3 separate regions of the Sus scrofa genome follow, and all the other regions are linked to region 2. Evidence: chromatin contacts called from public Hi-C and promoter capture Hi-C data. All regions are on one chromosome and are shown on one strand. The core of a region is the stretch at or near the end of the contact, and the rest is flanking DNA. Distances in the headings are between cores, read along the strand shown. Region 1 holds the start of NOP2 (NOP2 nucleolar protein). Region 2 holds the start of COPS7A (COP9 signalosome complex subunit 7a). Region 3 holds the start of EMG1 (EMG1, N1-specific pseudouridine methyltransferase).

Region 1 (4,127 bases), core at 597-3,096, 130 kb after region 2:
CCACCACGGCTCACCGCCTTTTTTCCCCCCCATGCAGTTCTGAAACAGCTAGAAGAACTGCTGAGTGACATGAAAGCCGATGTGACTCGACTCCCAGCTACTATTGCCCGAATTCCCCCAGTTGCTGTGAGGCTACAGATGTCCGAGCGTAACATTCTCAGCCGCCTGGCAAACCGGGCACCTGAACCGACTCCACAGCAGGTATAGGACCATTTTCCTCTGGCCATCTGTTCCAGCAGAGCCACTCTGGAACTTGTAACGTTGCTGTCTGTCCCTGGCTTTACACATTGGGCAGGTGGGGCTGGTCCACCAGTGAGTTCCTTTGGGGTCAGGAGGGTTCCTGGGGTCTGACATTCTGACCCTCTTGGCTCTCTCTTTCTCTAGGTAGCCCAGCAGCAGTGAAGATCCAGATGGATGATACCACGTCCACCGCTGAGCAGTGACCTTCCTCACTTTCCCTTGCCCAGCTTCTCCCCTGGGGGCCTGAGAGACCCTCTCCTCCCTTCTGCCCCATCTTCCAAGCTGTAGAGGAACAGCCCCCAGTGCACTGGGGGAGGGGAGGGAGTGAGGGGCAGTGGTGCCCTTCCTGCTGGAGAGACATGCAGCAGTAGCGCCGGCGCCATCTGCAGGGAGCTGGCGGGCTGGCCTTTTGGGCCCTGGCTTCTCCCCACTGTAACGTCTGTTACACACAAACTGTTGTGGGTTCCCGCCAGGCTTGAAGAAAATGATCTGAATTTCTTCCTCCTTTTGGTTTTATTTTGTTGGTTTATTTTGTGTTTTCATTTCTCCTTTTTGGGGGGTATTCACAGTGGGCCGGGCCCCTGGGCGAGACACAGCTACCTCTGTTGGCATCTTTTTAATACCAGGAACCCAGCGGCTCCAGCCCCTGAGCGGCTAGAATGAAATAAAGTTGGAAAAAAAAAAAAAAAAAAAAAGGAAAAGAACCAAAAGCATAAAAAACCACAGCAAATTTCTTGACAAAAATTGAAAATAAAAGTTTCCTTGTATTTTAGTGCTCTGGTTCAGTGTGGGTGTAGGTGCAGGTGGGTGTGTCCGACGGGAGCCTTGGGACAGTGCAGCTGAAGACCAAGGGTTTCCTTGTGTCCTGAGACTCCACGAAATCTGGACTGTGCACCTACCCTCGTGCTCCGGCCGCCACCACCTGCACGCTGCGAGGAGCTCCGGAGCCCCCTGGGTTCACAGCCTAAGCCTGACTCCCAGCTTCGCGGCCGTCTCCAGGCTGTAGATGTCTGCTGTAGAGAATCAAAGGAGAATCTTCCTCGCAACATTGCGAAGACAAACCAGCGAAGTGCCGGAGCAGTTTTGAACAGCTGCTAAGCACCACCTTAGGGTTTATTTCAAGAAAGGCTGCTCTGGGTTTTCTGTTTGTGTGAAGTGAGAACACAAGATGCCGTCCTCCCGACCTCTCGTATGGGAACCAAGGCAGAGAGTTCCCTTACCTGAGGGGCAGCGCGGGGTATGGTGTCAAGGAAGAAGGTTTCAAAGTCACAGGACTTGGGAGTGGGTGCGACCTTGAGACGTGGGGCGAAAGAGGGTCCGGCTCTGACGCCTCCGTCCGAAGGGAGGGGCCGTCTTTTGGGTACCAGTTTTTCGGACGAAATCCGCCATAAGGCGTAAGGCCCACATCTGGAGGGAAGGGCGGGGAAGCTAAAGGCGTCCCCCTACGCGCCGCCTTCTCCACCTGGGAGAGAGCAGAGCGGTCCTCCCCGGCCGCCCTCTGCACCGCCTGCCCCGCGCGGCCGCGCGAATGAAACTTCCGGCTTCCGCGGCGGACGGGAAGCCCGGAAGAGGCGGGGCCTCAGCGGGCGCGCTGTGCGCTTGCGCGAGACGTTCCCGTGGTGTGGCGTCGGAGCGCCAGCCCCGCACCACACGTGGAGTGCTGTCGCTGCTTCCTAGGGCCTTCTCGGGACTGGACCCGCTTCCAGGTGAGCTGCAGCTTCGGGCGGGTCTTCTGCAGGAAGTCGAGGAAGGAAGGGTGAGGCGTCCACTTGGACCGGGGCGTGGGAAGGGGACGTTGTACCAGCGGTGTGGGACCCAGGGCCCGGGGCTCAGCGTGTAGTGGAGGTGTGGCCAGGCCTCGAGGGGCAGTGGGGCTGCTGAGTCGAGGTTCTCGTCAAGGCAGTGCCCTTTTCCACTTCAACTTGCTTCGTCTGCTCTCTGCCTTTCCCGGACAACACGCGCCACTCTACTGTCTCTCGTTTTTGTTTTCCTCAGTACCATGGGGCGCAAATTGGACCCTACGAAGGAGAAACGCGGGCCGGGCCGAAAGGCCCGAAAGCAGAAAGGTGCTGAGACCGAACTCGTCAGATTCTTGCCTGCAGGTAAGGGTCAGGCGTGCCCGTCCCCTTCCGATTCTCTAGCTTTTGCGCCGTTCTTCCATCTGTAGTGTAATCCCTCAGTTTTTTAGATTGTGTGTTCATGAGTTATTAGGAAGTAAATATGAATGGAACAATCTCATAAACGTTTAGAAATTAGGGAAGATGTGACGGGCACAAGTTCCCATGCAAGGAGATGTGTGGTTTAATGTTTAGGGCCTTCAGAGGAAGCAGGATTCCACGGAGTTGCCAAGTTTGAAAAGATTTTGTGACTTTTTTTTTTTTTTTTTGGCCGTCTCGGCAGCATGTGGAAGTTCCCAGGCCAGGGAGCGAATCCAAACTGGAGCTGTGACCTACCATACTGATCGTTAAGCGACTGCACCACAGCAGGAACTTCCAAGAAGTTGGGTTTTGCACTAAGCTCTTCTTAGATGACCTGCTTCTGTGTGGGGGTTTCATAGGTAGCCATGCAGCTCCCTTGGTGTGATCTATTGAAAATCAGCCCTGGACACAAAAGATTGTAAGACAAAAAAAGAAGAGAAGGAGAAAAAAGAAGTTGGGTTTTGAGAAGTGGGTGACATTTTAGCAGGTGGAAGTTGGGAACGGGACAGTCCAGTCACTGTGAACTGCATTGTAGAGGAGATGGGAAGGCACAGAGCTGGCTCCCACTTGGTCAGGAGTCTACTGCAGGTAGTTTGTGTTGAGTATTGTCTAAAAGATGCAGTTTATTGAAGTATAGGTAAGTGGTAAATACAATGCTGAACCCGCTGGACACATTATATCACTTCATTCTCTGTGTCCTGTGAGAGAGGCACTGCCGAGGAAATGGATGCTGAGAGGTTAATTTGTATAGTTATAAAATGATAGTGCTTTATGGAGTTCCAGTCTTGGTGCAGTGGAAATGAATCCGACTGGGAACCATGAGATTGCGGGTTCGATCCCTGGCCTTGCTCAGTGGGTTAAGGATCCGGTGCTGCCCTAAGCTGTGGTGTAGTTTGCAGACATGGCTAGGATCTGGCGTTGCTGTGGCTGTGGTGTAGGCTGGCAGCAACAGCTCTGATTGGACCCCTAGCCTGGGAACCTCCATAAGCCGCCTCCGGTGCAGCCCTAAAAAAAGGACAAAAGGAAAAAAAAAAAAAATAGGAGGGCTTTAAACTTTCTATTTCTTGGAGAATATAGGAAAAGCAGTAGTTTTGAAATCTGTGGTTGGCAACTGATTAGATAAAAGAAAGGGCAGAAGAAAGATTTGAAAGTTTCAGAATGGCGATGATGCTATTTTTTGAAATCAGTCTGGAGGGAGGCCCAGTTTGGATTTGGTTGATGAGCAGCCAGATGGCGATCAGCTCCTTTACATCTCTTTACCCGGCTCCCTGTAGAGCACAGTGGAGTGAGTTACAATCTCTTCCCTTTAACTACTGTCCTAATTCTCTGCCCTTTTATTTTCTCTCCTGCTTTTTATTTTCTCATAACCTCCTCTCTTCCTTTTTTTGATTTTTTAAACAGCTGGTGATGAAAATTCCAAGAGGCTGTCCAGTCGTGCTCGAAAGAGGTGAGTGTAGGAGTCCTGTCGTGGTTCAGTGGAAACGAATCCTACTAGCATCCTTAAGGATGCAGGTTCAATCCTTGGACTCGCTCAGTGGGTTAAGGATCCAGTGTTGCCATGAGCTGTGGCATAGGTTGCAGACGAGGCTCGGATCTGGCGTGGCTGTGGCTGTGGTGTATGCCGGTGGCTACAGCCATGTGCCTCAGGTGCGGCCCTAAAAAGACCAAAAAAAAAAAAAAAAAAAAAAA
Region 2 (4,331 bases), core at 1,812-4,311:
TGTCTAAGCTTATTCTTCTGAGCCTCTGTGAGTGGGGGAAGATTCCGGGCTTCAGCTAGAAAAAAAAAACAAGGTATAGAAAATCCTGATTTCACTTGTGTGGGAAGCCCTAGCCTCTCTCCTCTTGATTTTTCTTTTCTTTTCTTTTTTTTTTTTTTTTGAGTTTTCTGTGCCAATTTGGGTCTTGACCTTGACCCTGTACCTATGGGATCTAAGTCAGGTATCTCAAGAATTTCTTCTACATAAACTGCCCATCTCCCATCTCCAGAGTTCCGGCCCCTCCGGATACCTAAGTAGTCAGCGTATGTCCCATAAGCAAACACCGTGAGCAGCCGGAACGTGGAAGCGAAGTCACTCTCAGCCAGCTGCAAGAACATGAGGGGAGAGAAGAGGTGAGTGGAGGGGCCTCTCTCTCCACCCTCCCAGCCCTACCCTGTTTGAATTCCACTTTCTGGACCCAGCTTTCCCCTCTAACAGGAGCTCTCACAGCAGCTCACCGACAGCAACCCTCTGCCTCTCTGATCACTCTTCCCACAGCAAGGCCTCATTTCCACCTCCAGGCCCTTGTTTATGCTATGCCCCCAATCCACAACGCCCTCTTCCTCCATCTGCCTCCAATTCCTACCCTCATTCAGGGCTGAAAACTTTCAGAGCGTTTATGTTGCAAACTATGTTGTTTGGTCCTTAAAGAGTATTTAACATTTCCAATTTTGAAAATCTTTAGGGAATCTGCTGTATTACCTAAGTCACCAACAACTTCTGCCTCAGCCTCACTCCCCCGACAGCTGTACGGTCTGGGCAGGCCCTGGGATCTGTGGTCTCTGCTTCAGCCCAGCCTCACCCAGGAGCTTTCATTACCCACTCAGGCCAGCACAGCCTCCTCTCCTCCCACCGCTGATCATCCACTAAGTCAAAGCCCACCTAAGGTTGTTACCTAAGGGTATTTTTCAACAAGGTCACAGACTCAGCCTCTTATAATCCACTTAGGTCTAGCAGAGATGTGCATGTGATTGGCACTGCCACTAAACACTTGCTAAATAAATGTCTTATTCATGGATATCCATCCATCTTATCTCTGCAACTGGAATGTAAGTCTCAGAAGGGGAGCACTGTATCTTGTACTCTTCTGGTATTCCCAGATGACCAGTAGGGTTTTGGCAGGTTTTTTAGGGAGGTTCCCAGGCTAGGGGTCGAATCAGAGCTGTAGCTACCGGCCTACACCACAGCCACAGCAACGCCAGATCTGAGCCGCGTCTGTGACCTACACCACAGCTCACAGCAACACCAGATCCTTAAGCCACTGAGTGAGGCCAGGGATTGAACCCACATTCTCATGGATACTAATCAGATTCATTTCCACTGAGCCACAATGGGAACTTCAACTAGCAAGGTGTTAAACAGGCACCCAAAACATGGTTCTTTTTTTTCACCTTGATTCTTTTTAGTTCCACTGCAGAGGACATCAGGGAAAGAAGGCAGCCAGCTTTCTTCAGACCAGAAGGTTCCCCAAAGGCTAAATCCACTGAATCACTGACCCTCAAAAGCGTAACTCAGTTTGCCCACCTACCATTGTTATACCATCTTGGGGGTTGGGTTGGTGACATATATCTTGGCAACCCACTCACTGTGGACTTCAAACTCAACTCTGCCACTTCTGTGCGAACAGTTCTGTGTTCCTAGCATGCTGCTATGTGTCTTTGGGAAAAAGACACTTTCTACCTACTCTAACTGAAGTGAATTAGCATATGGTGCAAAGGGGGAGAGAACAGAGCATGCCAATTTCACAGTCAGTTATTCCATTTGTACCAGACTTTACTTTCCCATAATTTCATCTGATTCCTACAAGAGTGAGGGATTGTATCAGGAGCATTTTTTTAAAAGAGAAAATTTAGGGCCTAAAATTAAAGAAACCTGATCAAGATCATATGATTATTAAGAGCTATTACACTGATAGAGACAGGCTGGAATCAGGTCTCCTACTCTGAATCGCAGGCTCTTTGTTCAAAAATGAAAAATACTCAGTTTTACAGATCATTCATCCTCAAAGGGAAACTAAGAGGTTTACTTGCCTACTTATTTCTGCAAGCTGTTGGTTAATTATTACCATATTCTTGTTTAACTGTATGGTCATGGGGTTGCGAAATAAGCCCGGGCCGCCTGTTCTCAAATTCAAACTTTAGTCAAGCTGCCCTGTGGGCTACCCAGGTCAGGAACCCACCTCTCTAACATTAGGCATATCCAGCAGTTCCCCAAACACGTAGACACCAGGGGCCTCCAGCACCTGGTGGATGAGTGTGGCCAGCGCTGCCCCCTTGGCCGACTTCGCCAGGAGCAGGAATTGCTCCTGGTTCTGCCCTGTCACCTTCACCTCCGCACTCATGGCTGCACTGAGCTGGGGGGACCTGGGCTCAGGAAGTCTGGAGCTGCAAGGAAAGAGAATGTGAAGGCGAAGTTCCTTGAACAGGGGAGGATGAAAAGCACAAGAGATAAGGGCTGGACTGGAGACACTGAGCCACTTTCGCAACAATAAAGTTCGCTCTATCTCGCAACCCAGAGATCGAGCAGTCTAACATCGGACCTAGGAACCCTAAAATCGGGCACTTTGAAGGAAGCCTGGCTAAAATCCGGCTGCCACGCCCACCTCCCCCAACCCTGGGCCTAACCTCAAGCCCCACCACGTGCACCCCAATGAACCCCAAGGCACAAGTCGTAGTGGGGGAGGTGATGTCACATAGTATCCACCGGGACGACGCTCCCTCAAATCCACAGTACCCCGCAGGTGCCCCGAACCACGTGACCTCACCCTCGCGATCCTTCCACGTGGCTCCGCCCCCTCCCTTAAAGAGGCCGCCCAGGGACCGTGGGCTCCCGCCGACTGCCTCGTCGTACTCTGGGTCAGACTCCGCGGGCCGCTACCTGGAAGCTTCTTCTTCCAGCGCACTGGGCGGGGCCACCGCTCCGTCACCTCCGGCAGCTGTTCCCAGCCTTTCCTGCCACCTCCCTGCACGGTCGCTCTGGCCCCTAAACTCTATGGCTGGCTTCCGGCCTTACTTTCCGCTCTCACGGGGCGGGTTTCAGGCGGGACATGCTCCGTCCCCGCCTCCGACTGATGAAGATCCCAAGAGCGACGCAGGCGTTCTGCTCTCTGATTGGCTCTTGCGGAAAGAATGACGGGCGCCCTTTCCTCGGCTTTGTTTCAATAAAACTTTATTGGACAAGCGCAAGAGGCTGTTTGCAGAGGGAACTCTTGGCGATAGCCTGCTACCGGCTAGTTCTGCGTCAGCTTCAGGCTGGCTGAGGTCTGAAAATTTGTCAGAGTTCCCGAGGCAAGAGAAAAGCTGTAATCGAAAGAGAGGGGGATTTAAAAAAAAGAGAGGGGAGTTCCCGTCGTGGCGCAGTGGTTAACGAATCCGACTAGGAACCATGAGGTTGCGGGTTCGGTCCCTGCCCTTGCTCATTGGCTTAAAGGATCCGGCGTTGCCGTGAGCTGTGGCGTAGATTGCAGACGCGGCTCGGATCCCGCGTTGCTGTGGCTCAGGCATAGGCCAGTGGCTACAGCTCCGATTTGACCCCTAGCCTGGGAACCTCCATATGCCGCGGGAGCGGCCCAAAGAAATAGCAGACAAAATAATAAAAAATAAAAAATAATTAAAAAAAAAAGAGAGGGACATAAGGAAAAAGGTGGTGTGAAACGAGGAGGAGAGAGGGAGACCATAGAAGTTGAGCTGCAGAGATCGTCTCATTTTTATTGCAACCACTCATTTTTTTGGAGGAGAAAGAGACAAGTGTGGAAACGGTAAATAGTAATAGCTAACACGTATTGAAGGCTTACTGTTGTTCAGGCATCTTTTAAAATTAAAATTTGACCCATTGAATTCTCATAACTGTACAGTGTCTCCATGGTGTTTCCAGGACGCCATCTCTCATGTTTGCAAATGTACTGAATGATGCATTCCTGTACATTAACCCTTTTGATTCCTGGAGAAGGAAAAAAAATCCTAGCTGCAGGGAAGGCATACATTGAAGCTCATAAAAATCCAGAGTTTTGGAGTTCCCGTCGTGTCGCAGTGGTTAACGAATCTGACTAGGAACCACGAGGTTGCGGTCCCTGCCCTTGCTCAGTGGGTTAACGATCTGGCGTTGCCGTGAGCTGTGGTGTAGGTTGCAGACGCGGCTCGGATCCCGCGTTGCTGTGGCTCTGGCATAGGCCGGTGGCTACAGCTCCGATTGGACCCCTAGCCTGGGAACCTCCATATGCCGCGGGAGCGGCCCAAAGAAAGCAAAAAAACGAACAAACAAACAAAAAATCCAGAGTTTTATTTGGAGCCCAT
Region 3 (4,078 bases), core at 1,538-4,037, 230 kb before region 2:
GCCATAACTTTTCCAATTTCTTAATAAGTAACCTGAATTAATAATCATAACTAATCCCAGGACTTCCCATTGTGGCACAACAGAAACAAGTCCAAGAGTATGCATAAGGATTCGGTTTCAATCCTTGGCCTTGCTCAGCGGGTTAGGGATCTGGCACTGATGTTGCTGTGAGCTGTGCTGTAGGTCACAGATGCAGCTTGGATCCCACATTGTAGCTGTGGTATAGGCTGACAGCTATGGCTCCAATTGGACCCCTAGCCTGGGAACTTCCAGATGCCATACGTGCGGCCCTAAAAATAGAAACAAACAAAAAAAACCATAACTAATTCCAAGTTGCAGGCATTATTCTAGGCCCTTCACACATATTAACCCCTTTAATCTTCCCAACAGCCAGTAAAATGGATGCTACTTCCAACCCCACAGAACATATGAAAAAATGAACCACATAAGTGAACTCAGAACTAATAGGCTGGAAAAACAGCATTAAGTGAAGGATGACTACATGAACCTATAATTTGGTTAGAAATATCAATTATAGAAGATGAAAGAAAGACCTGATTAAATGGTTGGGGATTTTTTTGTTGTTGTTGTTTTCTAAAGAAGAGTTCCCATTGTGGCTCAGTGGGTTAAGAACCCAACAGTGTCCCTGAGAATGCAGGTTCAATCCCTAGCCCAACTCAGTGGGTTAGAGATCTGGCATTGCCATGAGCTGTGGTATAGGTCGCAGACAGGGCTCAGATCCCACATTGCTGTGGCTGTGGCATGGGCCAGTGGCTACAGCTCCGATTCAGCCCCTAGCTTGGGAACCTCCAGATGCCATAAATAAAGTAAAATTCAAAAAGATTTTCTAGGAGTTCCTACTGTGGCTCAGTGGGTTAAGAAACTGACTAGTGTCCATGGGAATGTCAGTTTGATCCCTGGCCTCGCTCAGTGGGGCTCAGAGCGTTGAGGATCTGAGTTGCAGCAAGCTGTGGCACAGGTCACAGATGGAGCTCAGATCTGGTGTTGTTTGGTGTAGGCCAACAGCTGCAGCTCTGATTTGACTTCTAGCCTGGGAACTTCCATATGCCACAGATGGGACCCTTAAAAGGAAAAATACATTCTAAAAAGGTTTTCTAGGAGGTCTCATTGTGTGCTCAGCAGGTTAAGGACCTGTCTTAGTCTCTATGAGGATGCAGGTTTGATCCCTGGCCTTGCTCAGTGGGTTAAGGATCCAGTGTCGCCCTGGCTGTGGAATAGGCTTCAGATGCAGCTCTGATTCGAGCCCTGCCTAGCCTCAAAACGTCCATACACCACAATTGGTGAAAAAAAAAAAAAATAGGTTTTCTAAACTGCAAGTTTAATAAAGTGCCATAGTGGTTGAGGAAGGAAAGATGGAAAAGAATCAAACCTAGATTACTATGGAAATGTACTACTTAAAAAGCACTTTCACTGGAGTTCCCGTTGTGGCTCAATGGTTAACAAACCCAACTAGGAACCATGAGGTTACAGGTTTGATCCCTGGCCTTGCTCATGGGGTTACAGATCCCATGTTGCAGTGGCTGTGGTGTAGGCTGGTGGCTACAGCTCCAATTGGACCCCTAGCCTGGGAACCTCCATATGCCACAGGAGCGGCCCTATAAAAAGACCAAAAAAAAAAAAAGCATTTTCTCTGCACTCCCGCTCAAAGTATTAATAACCCCTGCTTTAGAAAGTGAAGACATTTTTTTCTCAAGACTACAGCCTTAACATAAGTATAAAAACCAAGGTTAAAATCCAGGTCTAACTTCTAAACTAGTACTATCCATTCTGGCCCTACTCATTGAACAAGCTTAGCTCTAAAACGTAGGAGAAACAATGTCAGAAGGGATGAGAACACTGCACAAAACTTTAAGAAGGGAATTGCAGGATTTATTTGGTAAAAAGCAATCATAATAATTAAAAATAAAGATGTAAAAATATTGGAGTTGCCGCTGTGGCTAAATGGGTTAAGAATCCCACTACCAGTGGCTGCAGCGCTGGTTCAGTCCTGGCCCAGGAAACTTCCATATGCCATGGGTGCAGCCATTAAAAAATTTTTTTAATAAAAAAATAAAAAGATGTAAAAGTATTATGATGATCTGATCCAGGCACTGTTTCGAAATGTACAGTAATACAGAGAAGGGAGAGAGATGAATTAAAACACTAAGTAAAGAAGTGGGCTGAATGATCCACAGTAACTACTTTTCTCCTGTGCCCAATAAACTTGTCATGTGATGAAAAGGGACAACGTGACGGACGAAACGCACCCATCCACCCTAGATGACTTTCTTTCACAGAATCCTGGTTAATCAATTGGAAACAAGGATGTTATGGCTACAAAAGGATTCAAAGACAAAACGACTACTGCCAACTCAGGATATTAAACCGAGAGACAGAAAACTAGACCACTTTCTCCAAAAGTGTTTCACCTCTGCTTTCTACATCCACTTTGAAACCATCACCCTCATCCCACCGGGTCCCAGCCTATCGATCTACTGGCTCTCCACCTCCTTGTCCCAAGTTACCTTGACTGTCTCCAGGCTGGCCCCTTCCAGCACCACAATGAGTCTGCGGCCTCCGGTCTTGCTTCCCGCCCCGAGTCGGGGCCGCTTGGGCGCCACAGCATCCCAGTCTTCTTCCTGCTCCCCGGCGCGCCGCTCACGAGGTTGGAATCCACCACTGGGCGCAGCCATCTTGCAACCAAATCGGAAATTGCGCTGATTTTCTCAAATTAGGACCTCGTGCTCCACCCAATCGCATGCTTCCTTCCGTCGGCCATTTTGAAAGTGGGCGCTGGGAAATGGCGACGGCTCTCTGTCTGGCGCTCCCGAAGCCTCTCTGGGAGGGCAGGGTTCCAGAAAGGGGCAGGAACTTCCGTATGCGTAATTCCTGTGCGCCAAGCTCGGGTCTGCCGTGGGTGGGCGGGGGGGTAGGGTTTAGAAGGGAGCGCACTTCCGGTGCCCTTTCTCCAGCAAGCACCTGGGGCTCGGACCTTCGTGTGAAGGGTGCGATCCGTAAACTGGAGCGCGGTAAAGGCAGGCCGGCACCCGCTTCTGACCTCTGGTGCCGCCGGCCTCAAGATCGGACATGGCCCAGAACTTGAAGGACTTAGCGGGACGGCTGCCCTCCGGGCCCCGGGGCATGGGCACGGCGCTGAAGCTGCTGCTGGGGGCCGGCGCCGTGGCCTACGGCATCCGCGAGTCGGTGTTCACCGGTGAGCAACCTCCGCCCGCTTTCCGGACACCGGCCGACCCTCCCTAGGCCCCTGCCCAGCCCCGCCGGGTCCACGCGCTCACCCAGCCCCTCACCCCGCCCCTGCCAGAAGCTCGCACGTACTCTGAGCCCTGCCTGGTCTGACCCCCCCACCCCTCTCCCCGCAGTGGAAGGCGGGCACAGAGCCATTTTCTTTAATCGGATCGGAGGCGTGCAGCAGGACACCATTCTGGCCGAGGGCCTTCACTTCAGGTAATGGCGGGCAAAGCGGACTGCCCCTGACCCTTCACCCTTGAATCCCGACTCACCAGTAGCTATAGTAAGATTTTCAAAAGCATTCAACAGCCACCCTTTCTCCTCCTCACGCCCATCTCCCGGAACAGTGGGTGCTGCCCAAAACTCCAGCAGCACATACTGTTGTTCTCCAAAGGGAGAAGAGAATGTCTCCGTGACCGTGGTCATTTAAGAGAAGCAGACCAAGAAACAGGTGGTGGTGGAGAACAGAGCAAAACGAGGGAAACTGCTGTCTCCTAATCCCTATCCTTGTTCCCTCTCCTCCAGGATCCCCTGGTTCCAGTACCCTATCATCTATGATATTCGAGCCAGACCCCGAAAAATTTCCTCCCCCACAGGCTCCAAAGGTAGGTCTGGGCACTGGGGCGTTTCGGGCAGTAAACAAAGGAGCCTGGCCAGAGAGTAGGGAAAAGGGTAGTGTCAGATCTCTTAGTTTCCCCTTCTGCAAACAGACTATAATAAAAGCATCTGCTGCTTGGCTTAAAGCAGTACATTCTGGACACACTGTGTGTTTGCACATTTTTAACTGTCCCTCCCCCAATGCAAACTCAGTGAGAGTGTTGTTTGTTCT

The links. Promoter capture Hi-C pulls out the DNA fragments that hold promoters and counts their contacts. A called contact is a pair of places that touch in the nucleus more often than the background predicts.
Region 1: a contact with region 2 is called in a Hi-C map of liver, with 7 times the contacts expected there. The contact joins the promoter of NOP2 here to the promoter of COPS7A in region 2. A contact is called at or near these places in 1 of 5 promoter capture datasets (fetal liver), 1 of 47 Hi-C or Micro-C datasets (liver) and 2 of 2 datasets of contacts at active chromatin or transcription factors (alveolar macrophages and skeletal muscle).
Region 3: a contact with region 2 is called in a promoter capture Hi-C map of liver, with 2.8 times the contacts expected there. The contact joins the promoter of EMG1 here to the promoter of COPS7A in region 2. A contact is called at or near these places in 1 of 5 promoter capture datasets (liver) and 1 of 47 Hi-C or Micro-C datasets (liver).

The regions. Positions count from the first base shown.
Region 1 is chr5:64,104,263-64,108,389 of Sscrofa11.1, forward strand. NOP2 (NOP2 nucleolar protein) reads left to right here and starts at 1,847. Exons shown (of 16, transcript NM_001244246.1): 1 at 1,847-1,946; 2 at 2,236-2,342; 3 at 3,840-3,885. The coding sequence starts at 2,240. It overlaps CHD4 (chromodomain-helicase-DNA-binding protein 4), which reads left to right. Exons shown (of 40, transcript XM_021092425.1): 39 at 38-201; 40 at 385-950. The coding sequence ends at 402. It overlaps LOC102162288 (a long non-coding RNA gene), which reads right to left and starts at 1,634. Exons shown (of 2, transcript XR_297162.3): 1 at 1,461-1,634; 2 at 739-1,253.
Region 2 is chr5:63,974,409-63,978,739 of Sscrofa11.1, forward strand. COPS7A (COP9 signalosome complex subunit 7a) reads right to left here and starts at 3,062. Exons shown (of 8, transcript XM_003126528.5): 1 at 2,917-3,062; 2 at 2,219-2,423; 3 at 290-365; 4 at 1-55. The coding sequence starts at 2,380.
Region 3 is chr5:63,748,682-63,752,759 of Sscrofa11.1, forward strand. EMG1 (EMG1, N1-specific pseudouridine methyltransferase) reads right to left here and starts at 2,788. Exons shown (of 6, transcript NM_001243478.1): 1 at 2,526-2,788. The coding sequence starts at 2,693. PHB2 (prohibitin 2) reads left to right here and starts at 2,885. Exons shown (of 10, transcript NM_001243556.1): 1 at 2,885-3,214; 2 at 3,381-3,465; 3 at 3,775-3,854. The coding sequence starts at 3,088.